Linked DNA regions of Mus musculus: region 2 is linked to region 1. Evidence: chromatin contacts called from public promoter capture Hi-C data. All regions are on one chromosome and are shown on one strand. Each heading gives the region's core, a stretch centred on a gene start, on an enhancer-like site or on the middle of the called end of the contact. The rest is flanking DNA. Distances are from core to core; before and after follow the strand shown. Region 1 holds the start of Kcnj8 (potassium inwardly-rectifying channel, subfamily J, member 8). Region 2 holds the start of C2cd5 (C2 calcium-dependent domain containing 5).

The links. Promoter capture Hi-C pulls out the DNA fragments that hold promoters and counts their contacts.
Region 2: a promoter capture Hi-C map of liver shows a contact between it and region 1, with 2.8 times the contacts expected there. The contact joins the promoter of C2cd5 here to the promoter of Kcnj8 in region 1. A contact is called at or near these places in 1 of 39 promoter capture datasets (liver), 1 of 484 Hi-C or Micro-C datasets (embryonic stem cells) and 1 of 115 datasets of contacts at active chromatin or transcription factors (memory CD8 T cells).

What each region holds. Positions count from the first base shown.
Region 1 is chr6:142,568,610-142,574,825 of GRCm38.p6, forward strand. It overlaps Kcnj8 (potassium inwardly-rectifying channel, subfamily J, member 8), which reads right to left and starts at 3,005. Exons shown (of 3, transcript NM_008428.5): 1 at 2,575-3,005; 2 at 1,397-1,844. The coding sequence starts at 1,770.
Region 2 is chr6:143,097,549-143,103,764 of GRCm38.p6, forward strand. C2cd5 (C2 calcium-dependent domain containing 5) reads right to left here and starts at 2,604. Exons shown (of 29, transcript NM_001362113.1): 1 at 2,385-2,604; 2 at 2,130-2,248. The coding sequence starts at 2,219.

The DNA of each region.
Region 1 (6,216 bases), core at 1,755-4,254:
AATCTACTAAGTTATTTTTCATGGGTAGTGACAATAGATCATCTTGAGTAAAATTAGTTTATTTTCAAGGTTGTCATGATCGTTTTTCCTACTTCTCTTTGTCAGGACCTTTTTTCTTTCCCGTTTGCTGGAACCTTGTTTGAATATGAATGCCCTCAGCAGCCAAGTCAAGGCCAGTAAGTCCATGAGAGAGACTCAGCATTACAGCATCAAATCTCTTAAACACAGCCGAAATATTTAAACACAGAGAGGACTTTGTTCTCCATGTCCCTAGTTGTCTGCTCACCTGGGGTTCTTATTCTCATTGTTGTTGAGGCAAAAGCTTGAATAAAGAAAATCCTATCTGCCCAGTGGTAAAGCCCAGGTCTTTCTAGTACATTGCTCTCATGACAAATCTGAGCTGGAATCTGTGTGTGGTCTAAGGTGATGTCTCTCTTTGACATGTCGGCCTGGCAATTACTTGGCCAAGTGGAAGGGCAAGTAAGATCATGAGGAGCTCTGCTCCCAGCTATGGGTGTCTATGCCATGCTCTGCTACTTTTATAGGATCCAGGACCGCTGGAAGTCCTTTCCTGCCTGGCTGGAGCGCCCTCAGTCTCTCTGCCTTAGCAATTATGTCTCCACCCAAAGAAACAAACTAAAAAGTTTGCCCCATTGCAGTGTTTGGGGCCTCTTGGGAATAGAGAAGAGAGACGTGGAACCCCAGTGCGTGTTAGCTGACTTTGAAGCATCCCTAAATGCAGAAGTCAAATTTAGATAACCTAAAAGCTGCCTTGTTCCTGCTCTGTGGAAGCTTTGGAAAGAGACCTCAATATCCACTTGCTGTCTATTCAACCCCGTTTGTGAAAATCTGGACTAATTTTCACTACAACTCTCTCTTCTAAATTTTAGAATAAGCTTTAATTTTTTTAAATCTAAAAAAATCTGTCAGAGATGCCAAAATAACCTTGATAAAGAAGGGCTTTTATTTACTTCTGTTATTTTATTTTTAGTGTATTTTAAAATTAAGACTGCTTTACAGAAAAAAAATATTTCTTGTATTTGCACAGTGCTTTGGATGGACTGGGAATATTTCCTGGTGCACACTGGACATCCTTGTGGTGAAAACGAACTGTGGTTTTTTTTTTTTGTTGTTGTTGTTTGTTGTTGTTGTTGGGGGGGGGGGAGTCAGGAATTCTTTGAACCCATCCAAGGTCAGCACAAAGAAGCAGTCGCACATTCTCAGAAACCTGTTGGTAAAACTACATTTACAAAGACTTTAATGTGCTAACTTCAACCCTGCACCCTGTATTTGCTTTTTGTTTCTGAACTGCCCAATGAAGACCCTTTATTTCACAATCGACTAGCTGAAAGAGCTTTTTATTTCTACTTTGCTGGTAACTCCATTTCATTCTTACCTGACATTGGTCACACAGACAGCGGACTCCAGGCCACTCTTCTCCATGGTGCCTTTCTCCATGTAAGCATAGATGTCCCCGTGGGCGAAGGCCACCAGCCACCACATGATAGCGAAGAGCAGCCAGCTGCAGAGGAAGGACATGGTGAAGATGACCAGCGTGTGACGCCACTTCAGGTCTACCAAGGTGGTGAAGATGTCCTGCAGGAAGCGACCTTGCTCTCGGATGTTCTTGTGTGCCAGGTTGCAGGCTCCGCTCTTGGCGATGAAGCGGGCTTTGGGGAGACGGTCGCGGATGCGCGGTTTGCGCAGGTTCTCCGCTGCGATGCGCGCCAGCACATACTCCTCCGGGATGATGCTCTTCCTGGCCAACATCTTCCTTTCACCATAGCCCGCCTATGCACCTGCCTGAACCTGTGGCTCCTTTCCTCCACACGCGTCCTCCTAGACTAGAGAAACGCTTATTAAAAACTGTCAACTTCATTTCCTCGTCTCAGGTATCTGTACAAAGGGATGCTGTTTTACACACATATTAAATTAAAGATGTGATCAATACAAAAGAGAACCCACTTTGTGTCTGAGGTCTGGGATCCCAGAGAAAACTTTTGATCAGAACCGGAGGAATCCCCCCCCCCCTCTCTCTCTCTCCTCCCTGCTCACTCTTGGAAATAACCGCTATAAGCAAATCTTTAAGCATTTTCTGTATATTCTTTTGTGTCTCGGGATTAGTCAGGCAAGCCTGAGGACGAAAATTAAAGGCCAAGTGGGTTCACTATCTACTTGCTAAACTATTTAGATAAAGTAGCAAGGTTAAAAGGAAAGATGGAGGGATTCTTTTAGTAGCAGCGAAGAAAACTGCTTCCTGTTCATTAAGAAAATATTAACTGTAATTAAAAGATACCAAACATTGCGTTTTCGAACTTGAAAATGATTGATATTAAATTGGAAGGATTTACGAGATGCGTTTTAAAAGGCAGCCAGACTCCCCGCCCCTCCCTCTGAACCTATATCATACTATATGCTGGAAAGTAATTTGCGACGCGGGGATTAGAGACACTGCTGAGGTCTGCAGTGGATTTGCACAGCTCGAGCCAATCTGGGTACACCTTGACTGTTTGGCTTTGGGCTGCGCTATAGCCGGCTTCCCCTCCTCTCCCCGGGAGGCGCGATGCAACTTACAGACTCGGGTTTGCGCTCCCGGCTGCGGCTTGAGCTCCGCACAGGGCGGGCTGGTCCCAGGCTCTCGCATCCCGGGAGCAGAGACCTCCCGAAGTGCAGATCCGGGGGATGTTGGTCCTCCAGAACTGAGTTAAGACTCTAGAAGGTGCGATCCATAGTGCACGCGGGGAGGAGGGCTGGAAGATGAGGGTTGGGTTTGGCTTCCCCCCTCCTGCTGCCGGGCCACGGGGAGGGCGGGGTAGGAGCTGGGGATAGAGGTGCTAGTGGCCATGCTCCGCCAGCTCCTCAGCCGCCTAGCTGGGGCCAGACCTCCGAGCGAGCCGGGGAAAGTGGAGGCGGAGGCCAGTCGGGGGAGCCGGGGAGGCAGGGAGCCGGCCAGAAGGGAGGGACCACCGGGGGAGGAGGCACCAGCCGAGCCAGCTCGGTTCCCAGTAGCCCGGATTCTGCTGCCAGACCGGCACACACATCTTTAAAAGGCTCGCTGCTCAGAGAACTTTCTGAGCCCAAGTTCACTGACGCAAAGAGATTTTAATTTATTATTTTTTAAAGTGTAACTTGCGGGGGGGGGGTATCACTGGGTTACTTCAGATGAAATAAAACCAGATAGAGAGAGTGTAGGTGTTTTGGGTGGGGTGATTGTGGGGTGAGCGTGGGGTGAGGGTGGGGTCCCTGCCCTGAACTTGTAAATCTATTCGTGTTAGAATATAGAGGGGTGGGAGGGCTGAAATCCTTTCGGAAAAAAAACCGATTTCACCAACTAAGACCAGTTTTCAGGCACTTAAAGTCACACAAAAGAAACAAAAAGGGAAACAAAGATAGAGACTAACAACAAAAACACCATCAACAGTCTCTTCCAATAAAGAAAATTTACACCCAGCAGGACGGCTAAGCAAAGTCCAGCACCACACCTGCCTTCGGGGCAGGCAGGCGCAGTCGCGGCTCCGTTTTGACTCTTGGCCGCAGGCCTCTCCCTCCAGTCTAGATCGTAAGAATGATAAGACTGCTCACTTGCGCACAAGAAAGATTATACAGTAAATGTCTTTCTATAGCTTTTGAGAAGGAGCGGGGGTGGGGGTGGGGGAACAAATGTGCTTTTTTTCCCCCCCGCCGGTCATCCTGCTTTTGGCGTTTGTATTAATGGAAACTTTAATTCTTGGAAATTTTATGTTTTCCAAGACTTGAGGGTCGGGAGTATCCGAAGTATAAACAGCATGTTAATTTACTAGAAAGACCTAAAATTAGTCTTTAATGAAGGAAAATGAAGAGCCCCCCTTCCCTTTTTCCACTGTGGGTAGATCTGCTTAACCCCTTGCATTCTGGAGGGCCTGTCCTGTCAGTGAGATTCTTTTTGTTTCCTTTGTTTTCTGCAGTAATTCATGTTGTAGCCTCATAGCAGCCATGCAGACAACATTTGTGCTGTGAGTTCTGCCACTGAAATACAGTTTGAAGTGCACCTTGCTGTGCAATTTACTGTCTACTAATTTAACACCAAAAACATTAAACTCTTTTTTTTTTTTTTTTCAGAAGACAGGGTTTCACATATTCTGAGTTGGCCTCGAACTTGCTGTGTAGCCTATGGTGACCCTGAACTTCTAATCCTCCTGCCTATCTTCCTTGTGCTGGGATCGTAGGTGTGTGCCATCATGTCTGGGGTTTGTTTTGTTTTGTTTAAGACCTTGTGCATAGACAACCACTCTACCAACTGAACTACACGGCTACTCCTCTGTGCTTATGTGATTTCATTGCTGTCCTTTGAAACAGGAAGTTGTTATGAAACCCAGGCAGACTGATAGTTTACTATGTAGCCCAGACACGATTCACATTCAAGGCAGTCCTCCTGACTCAACCTCGTGAGTGCTGGGATTAAAGTATCCAACTACTATGCCTGGTTATTAAACATGTAGTTTGTGTTTAGATAGCTAGGGATGTATAATCTGTGCCAGTGTTGATGATCTTAAGAGACAGACAGTGCTGGCAGAGATGTGATGTTGCTAAGATCTGACGCAATAAAGGACATAAACAAAACAGGAAAGGAGGAGCTGGAGAGATGACTCAGTCGTGAAGAGCACTGAATGCTCTTCGGGAGGACTAGGGTTCAATTCCCAGGACCCACAGGGTAGCTCACAACCTTCTGCAACTCCAGTTCCAGGGAAGTTAATGTCTACTTCTTACCTCTGTAGGCATCAGGCACACACTGGGTGCAAAGACATACATACAGCCAAAACAAAAACAAAAAAACAAAACAAACAAACAAAAAAACCCCACAGAAAATAAATGATAAAAATGTTAAATGTTAAATAAATAAAAAAAAAAATACAAAGCATGCCATGGTAATGGAGTCCCAAGCAGTGAAAACTCACATACCAGGGGAAGATTTGTGAATTGTTTGGTATCCAATCTAGTAGTTGAAAAACTTGATCTATTTGGAATATATTGAAAAGTAGGGGGTAAAATAAAAAAGGCATTCCATAGACAAGCAGACAGCCATGAAATGTGGGCAAGAGCCTTGGCACAGCAGAAATGAATCTAACCAGCATCCGGGAAGCACCCGTAAACCAGCAGGTGACAGGTCGCGTGCTATATTCCTTAGGCAGCCAGCTTTCTTAGCATGGACATAGTTGCTCCTGTCAAGTGAGTATCTTCCAGGTTCTTTGTAGGCACTATAAGCTATTATTTAGGAATAGAGTTTGCTGGTTACATTTCAATGTCAAGATGACTGGATTTAGAAACAGCTAGGGGGGCACATCTGTGGTTGTGGTTGTGAGCCAAGGAGGGAAGACTCATGCAGAATATGGACGGTATCTCAGCAGCTGGGCTCCAAAGCAAAGAAAGAAGAAAGGAGAACGTGAGCTGATCACCAGCATCCAGGTCCTCTGCTTCCTTCCCTCCGCCGAGATGAGACGGGGTCCATGTTCCCTAAACCGTAATCCCAAACCCCTCCCTCCACACAATGCTTCGCAGGTATTTCATTTCAGCAACATGAGAAAGAATGAATACAGGGAGGTTCCTGAAGTTCTTACTCTCTAAAGAAATAAAGCTTGTCAGGTGCTTTCAGACACAGGAGTGCATGCGTGCGTGCGTGCGTGCATGTATGTGCGTGCATGAGTGTGTGTGTGTGTGTGTGTGTGTGTGTGTGCATGCATGAGTGTGTGTGTGTGTGTGTGTGTGTGTGCATGCATGAGTGTGTGTGTGTGTGTGTGTGTGCATGCATGAGTGTGTGTGTGTGTGTGTGCATGCATGAGTGTGTGTGTGTGTGTGTGTGTGCATGCATGAGTGTGTGTGTGTGTGTGTGTGCATGCATGAGTGTGTGTGTGTGTGTGTGTGCATGCATGAGTGTGTGTGTGTGTGTGCATGCATGAGTGTGTGTGTGTGTGTGTGTGCATGCATGAGTGTGTGTGTGTGTGTGTGTGTGCATGCATGAGTGTGTGTGTGTGTGTGCATGCATGAGTGTGTGTGTGTGTGTGCATGCATGAGTGTGTGTGTATGTGTGTGTGTGTGTGTGCATGCATGAGTGTGTGTGTGTGAGTGTGTGTGTGTGTGCATGCATGAGTGTGTGTGTGTGTGTGTGTGCATGCATGAGTGTGTGTGTGTGTGTGCATGCATGAGTGTGCGTGCATGAGTGTGTGTGTGTGTGTGTGTGTG
Region 2 (6,216 bases), core at 1,354-3,853, 530 kb after region 1:
ATAGCTGGGCAGGAGACAGGCAAGGGTTTCGGCTCCTGGGCTTGGAGTCTGAGGAGAGACTACAAGGACAGGGTGAGGAAGAAAAAGATGGAGAGAGAGTATTCCCATGCCATGGGGTAAGAATCTTGAATCGTGGCCATGAGGGCTGGCCAGTTTTAATTAAGAACAGCCCAAATGGGACATAGCAAGTCATATTGTGGAGTTACTGGCAGGGAAGTAAACATAACAGCTTAGAGGGTAGGTATGGTGTAAAGTGCTGATTAAGGCTTATTATAAATATAAAGGTTGTATGTCTTATCTTAGAACTGAACGATCAAAGGTGGGATAAAAAGCCCCAATTGAGATTAAATAGTTTCTACAGCAGCTTGTTTTAGAAAACCAGATGGCCAGTAGCACTGAAGATCTGCAATGACAAAGCTCAGAACTACACAACTGTCTTCCCATGGGAAATTCTTACCCACGGGAGACATCCCATTCCGTAGTCCACACCAATCTTCTCACCATCTACCTCACTTGATCATTTCCCCAAATGTGGCTCTGACTACTCCCCTTCCCGTCACTAAAAGACATCACCTGCATGCTCCTACACTCCTGTAACACACCAGCCTCCTCCAGCTTCTCCTCTGCCTCCTCACCCTTTTACACAGACACAGGCTACAGGCTCTCAGGAGCTAATGTCTCTCATCCAACAGGCGTTGCTTGACACTGACCTCACAACCTAAAAATGGTGATCTTTACCACTTTCTAGTGCATTTTTTTATGGCACCCATAACAATTTTTTCCTAATTTGCATTATCTACTTCGTAAATTCTGTACTTTTAAAATGTCTTAGTCACCAAAACAAAAGTTCCTTAAAATCAGAAACCAAATTCACCTTGTTCATCATTATACATACATCAACTAAACCAGAATAGCACAGGGCCTAGCAAACAACCATCATTCAAAAATAACATTCAGCACCTTGTCTAGAGAGGTGGGAAAGTTATAATAGAAGAGACTGCTGCTAGGCTGTGGAGATTTACAAGGTAGATCATCGAAGCACATTATTTCTGCCCCTAGGAATCCACTGCCTAACCTGTAAGATGAGGATATGGCTCCTAGTTAGCTTTGCTGTAAAAACTAAGGATTCAAAAGTACAAAACACAAATATCTCAATAATGAAGCTCAATACATATTAGATATTAATATCAGCTGTGTGGATTACTCTCCAGGCTGCCTGAAAGGCAGTACAACTTCAGTTATCATTAGATCTCTGTTGACATCTGGCCCAGGAGCAAACTGCTTTGGGTTTTGTTTTTTGTTTTTTGTTTTTTTTTTTGGGGGGGGGGGGTTAGTTTGGTTTGTGTTTGTTTGTTTCAATAAAAGATGAAGTTGAACTCAACAAATGCCATAAAAATAAATAAAATAAAAAATACAGTGAATTGCAGTTAATTAGGTTCTGGAACGTTTAAGAATATATTGAGTATAAGTATACTGTCATATGTCTTTGAACCCTAAGCATTAATAGCCCAAATGATTATTGCTCTAATGGTCTGCCTCATTATGTCAACTTTTATTACAATTTCTCCTTGGCTTCTTTCAGGTTGTGAGTTATTAACTTCCGGACAGTAGGCCTGTGCTAATTTGCATGACTTTTAAACTAATCATTAGACTTAAAGAGCAATTTTGCAATTGAAACCCATGGCACTTAATTGACTTCCTACCTCGAGGCAATAAATTACCCTGAAACAGCTCACCTCCCTACCAGTCTACACAAGGGCAGCTTTAGTGCTGCTGTTGTGTGTGACTTGCACTGATGATTCAGACGGTGTTGGGGTACGGGTTGGATGTAGTCGCACCGTGGGGCTGTGGGTGTCCCCAGAGGGCTGGCTGCGTGGACTTGCTGCAGCAATGGCCCTTAACCTCCTAACCGCAAACGAGGTCGTGGCGAGCGTCTCCGCTGCCACGCCTCGGACCGGCAGGTGGTCGGACCGACGCCCTGACCGCGAGCTTGGCAGCGGGACGTGTCCAGGACCGATGGCCACATCTCACGGGCTGGGGGCGGGCGGGCATCCCTCCACGGAGCCGGGGACCGCGGGAAGGGCAGGGCTCGGCGCCCCGTGCTCTGGGGGGCAGGACCAGGAACCAACCTCCACGAAGGCATCCGTCAGGTCACTGGCACGGTCCATCACCGGCAAATGGCGACCGGCCACAATTTTCACCTTCAGCTTCCCCGGCATCACGGCGGCTTCGGCCTCTCCTAGGATTCCTGCAGAAACAAACAAGCGAGTCTGCGCCGAGCGAGCGAGCGAGCGCGAGCCCGGGGGGGGGGGGCGCGGGGGCGCGCGGAGAGGCGTCGGGAGCGCGCGCCAACTGACAGCGGAGGGCGCGCGCGCCGCACTCACGCTCTGAGCAGGAACCGAGTCGTCCCGCGCGGCCACCGAGGCCTCATTCCGGAGAAGCAGCCGGAGGAAGGGCGCCGGCCAGCCGTGCTGCCCTACCCCTGACGTGCTGCAGAGAGCCGCCAAGTCCAGTCAGCATCCCGCAAAGCAGGCACCGCGCCCACCCACCTTTCTCCTCCCACCTTCCAAAAATGGCGGCTCGAGGGGCGGGAGCGATCGATCTCTCGGTGCTCTGCCCTGCGGCGGGGCCGATTTGAATTCGCGGGGCCATGGGAGAGGGGCGGGGCTGAGCTGGAGAGCAGGGGAACCGGTCGAGCCCTGCATCATCTACCCAGCCTCGGGTCGGTTAGGTGCAGGAGCCGTGCTGAGGACACGCTCCAGCGCTCTGGGCACCCGGCGCTGGTGACAACCCAGCCGCGCTTCATTTTGTTGGCCCTTGGACAGACTGCTGCTGCCAAGCATACTAGAGGAGTCTACTTTTAGTGTTTCCTGAGACGGCCACCAGGAAGGGGTACTGATGCGAGTAGTGGTTTTCTATGAATTTCAGTAAGAATCCTCTGGTTAGAGTCAGGTGTGGGGACGCACACCTGTCAACCCAGAACTTGGAAAGTGGAGGCAGGAGGATTGCATCGAGTTCTTAGCCAGCCTGGGCAACAGACGAAAAGTTTGGCTCAAAAAAGAAAAAAAAAAAAAAAAAAAAAAAAAAAAAAAAAAAAAAAAGGAAAAGGGACAAAAAATTACACACACGCATCTCAGCTAGTGAAAATAAATATTATTTCTTCAAAGACTTATTTCAGTCACAGGCAATTGTACTGTGTACTGGGTTATAGATGGCACTTCACACTTCCTTATGTCAGTGTGAACTTTGTGTGTCAGTGTGAACTTTCTTTTTTGAGGCAACATCTTGCCTGCTGGCCTCTCCTTGGTATGCAGCCCAGGCTGGCTTTGAATGTGGCAGTCTTCCTGGTGTATTGTCACAAGTGCTAAGGTGATGGGTTTGTGCCTGCACATCCAGCTCTCTAAGTATTAAGCATTCACACGCCTAAAGGAAAGGTCTACAGTGCTGGCTAAAAGTCAGCAAGAAACGAACCTCCAGCGGTACATGTAGTCAGTGTGAGAAATGAGCCCGAAGAAGACCTCACTAGGTCTCTGTAAATTGACCCCACTCTAGATACATCATGAGCCTGTCAAAGTGGGGTATTAGATACTGCTTCAGACTATCAGAAAATGATTGGGGTTGAAGCCCACACACAGGATGGAACAAGAGCACTTCCTACACTATGGCAAACCCAGCATTGGCAATACACTCTGTAGTAAATACTGAAATCAACACTGAAAATGCCAGTGGGAAAAAAATCACAGCACTGAATTTATCAGGAATGGAAAATTCCTAAATGAAGATATCAGCATGGTCTTTTTAACTTCAAAAATACTAAAACAGGATAGAAAAATTACTTGAAGTGGTAATGAACCAGAAACGCCCTTTCAAAAAGAGTCCTCCTGAGAAAGGAATTTTGCCCATGGGCAAAACTGAATTCTTCCAAAGAAAATGTCCTGCTCAAAAGAAGAAAAAGAATAAGTAAAAGATACATTGTTGCATACTGTTTGGACTAGAGAAATTTCCATCCTTGTCAGTAACAATAAGATCACAATCTCACATAATTTCCTTGGACCCACCTGTAGCTTTTTCCTAAGCACCTAAACTATCCTTGCTGAATTCAAGGGTCTACTACAAATCAGTCCATGTTCTTTACATTGTTTTCCCCTTCACTGAACCATTTTATTTAATAAACCATTTTTTAATGAAATCTATATCTAAGATTGTTCTCTCTGCATCTTCTCAACTGTTCCTCATCCTGCTTGGCGGTAGTCTTTGCAGTTTTTGGTCTGATGATAAACTCCTTGCTGAGGTAAATGCCCACACGGACATGTGGGCCGCTGGCCTTTTCTGCTGTCAATTGTGGATGACATTTCCTGTAAACCTGGACTGTCTTGCCAATCAGCTGACCTTTTAAGTGTCCTCACACAACCTGAACTTCATCCTTTGGGATACACAGAGATCAAGCCCCTGCCTCAGATCTTTGGAAAGGGGGATAGAGATGTTGAAATCCCTTTCCCATCGCTCCAGTTAGAAAGAGCTGAAAATAGTGACACGTGTCTTTAATTCCCAGCCCCAGAAAGGCAGAGGAAGGTAGATCTCTGAGTTCAAAGCCAGTCTGGTCTACATTGCAAGTTCCACTTAGGTCAGAGTTACACAGTGAGAAACCGTCTGTCCCTGCAGCTCCCTCCCCACCAGAAAAGAAATTTGCAAAAGTCCTTCAGTTTGTCAGTCACCCACTAGCAATGGTGCCCGAAGACCAGAGCTGCCTTATTATACGGATGGCGGGATAGAGATAGCTTTTTCTAAGGAAAATATATTGCCTTGTTACCAATTCCTCTTTTAAAGTATAAATGCAAAGACCGGAAGAGGGACTGCCGAAACTTCAGGCCCAACCTGGGCTACAGAGTGAGACTCTGTCTCTGAAAAGAAGAAGGCAAGAGTCTGGGGATGTAGCTCAATGGCCAAGCACTTGCTTAGCACAGGAGCCTTTGGGTTCAATCTGCAGAACCACAAACAACAACAACAAACCAAAAAGAGATACAGGAAAATGCAAGAAAACTGAGGCTGAGCGATAATTTTTAATGGGACATAATTCACAGAGTTACAAGGTGTTGTGATGTAGAAAATATTTGCAAATTGTACAATTAGAGGTTAGCAGGCTCAGCCTCCTAATTAGTGGACCTCCTAATAAAGTGCTTGTGCATACCTGCTGCCCGAGGCATCAACAACAGGAGATTATAATTAAGATGCTTCCTGAAGACTTTTAGTGGAGTTAAGCCTGGCTTCAGCTTAACCGGTTCCTAGTAATTGGACTCGTTTGTTTTAATTAATGCTGGGAACAGTGCTTACTTTCCTGACAAATAAATCATGAGATGACCCCCTGATTAGCATCTTCGGCTTCATAGGCTGCCTTTCTTCTTGCAGATTAGTTTTGAAATAAAAGCTAGTATGTACTACCTGTTTCCTGCATGCTAGACCACCACGTTCAGAACTGGATCGCTTTTCCTGTTTCGCTAAAAATCCCGTGAGGAAAGCGAACCCTGCTGAGCTTTGCTTTTATTGTTTGTTTGTTTGTGTTGTCTTAACTTTGTTTTGTGATAATAAGAAATCCGTATGCATTCAATCGACATCATACTTCAGATTACGAATTTAGCTCCTTCCCAGGGTAAGAAGTTCCTCTCGACAGGACCGATGGCATGCATCTGTGATCCCAGCCGTCGAGAAGTGGAGGCTGGAAGAGGCTAGGTCATCCTTAGCTACACAGGGAGTTTGAAGCCAATCTGAGCTACATGAGACCCTGTCTCAAAACACAGGGAGCATTCCTCTTCTCCCACCTGTGTCTGGGATGCCCAGAACCTCTTCCTGCTCTTTCCACCTGTCTCTAATTAAGTGATTCCCACCCATGCCTCAGATTCCAACCAAGACATCGGTTCCTAAAGTCTGTGAACCCCCAAAGTAGATCGCTTTGCCTTGTGGTATAGCGCAATAACTAGCCAAAGTGATTCCTTCTGCTGCTACGTGCCTCGTGGCCAAATACAGTCGGCGAGTGTTTCTTCCCACCTGCTAATAACACAAGCTCCATGACGTCAGCGTTGTCTGCCTCCACATACTACTACGGCACTCCTGGCTCATGATACAAGCAGGTATTTTATCACACATTTATTATAAGGGGAAAATGTCATGCCCTGCACATGGCCTTGTGATGGAGATAGGCATAATGACACATTCCTGTCA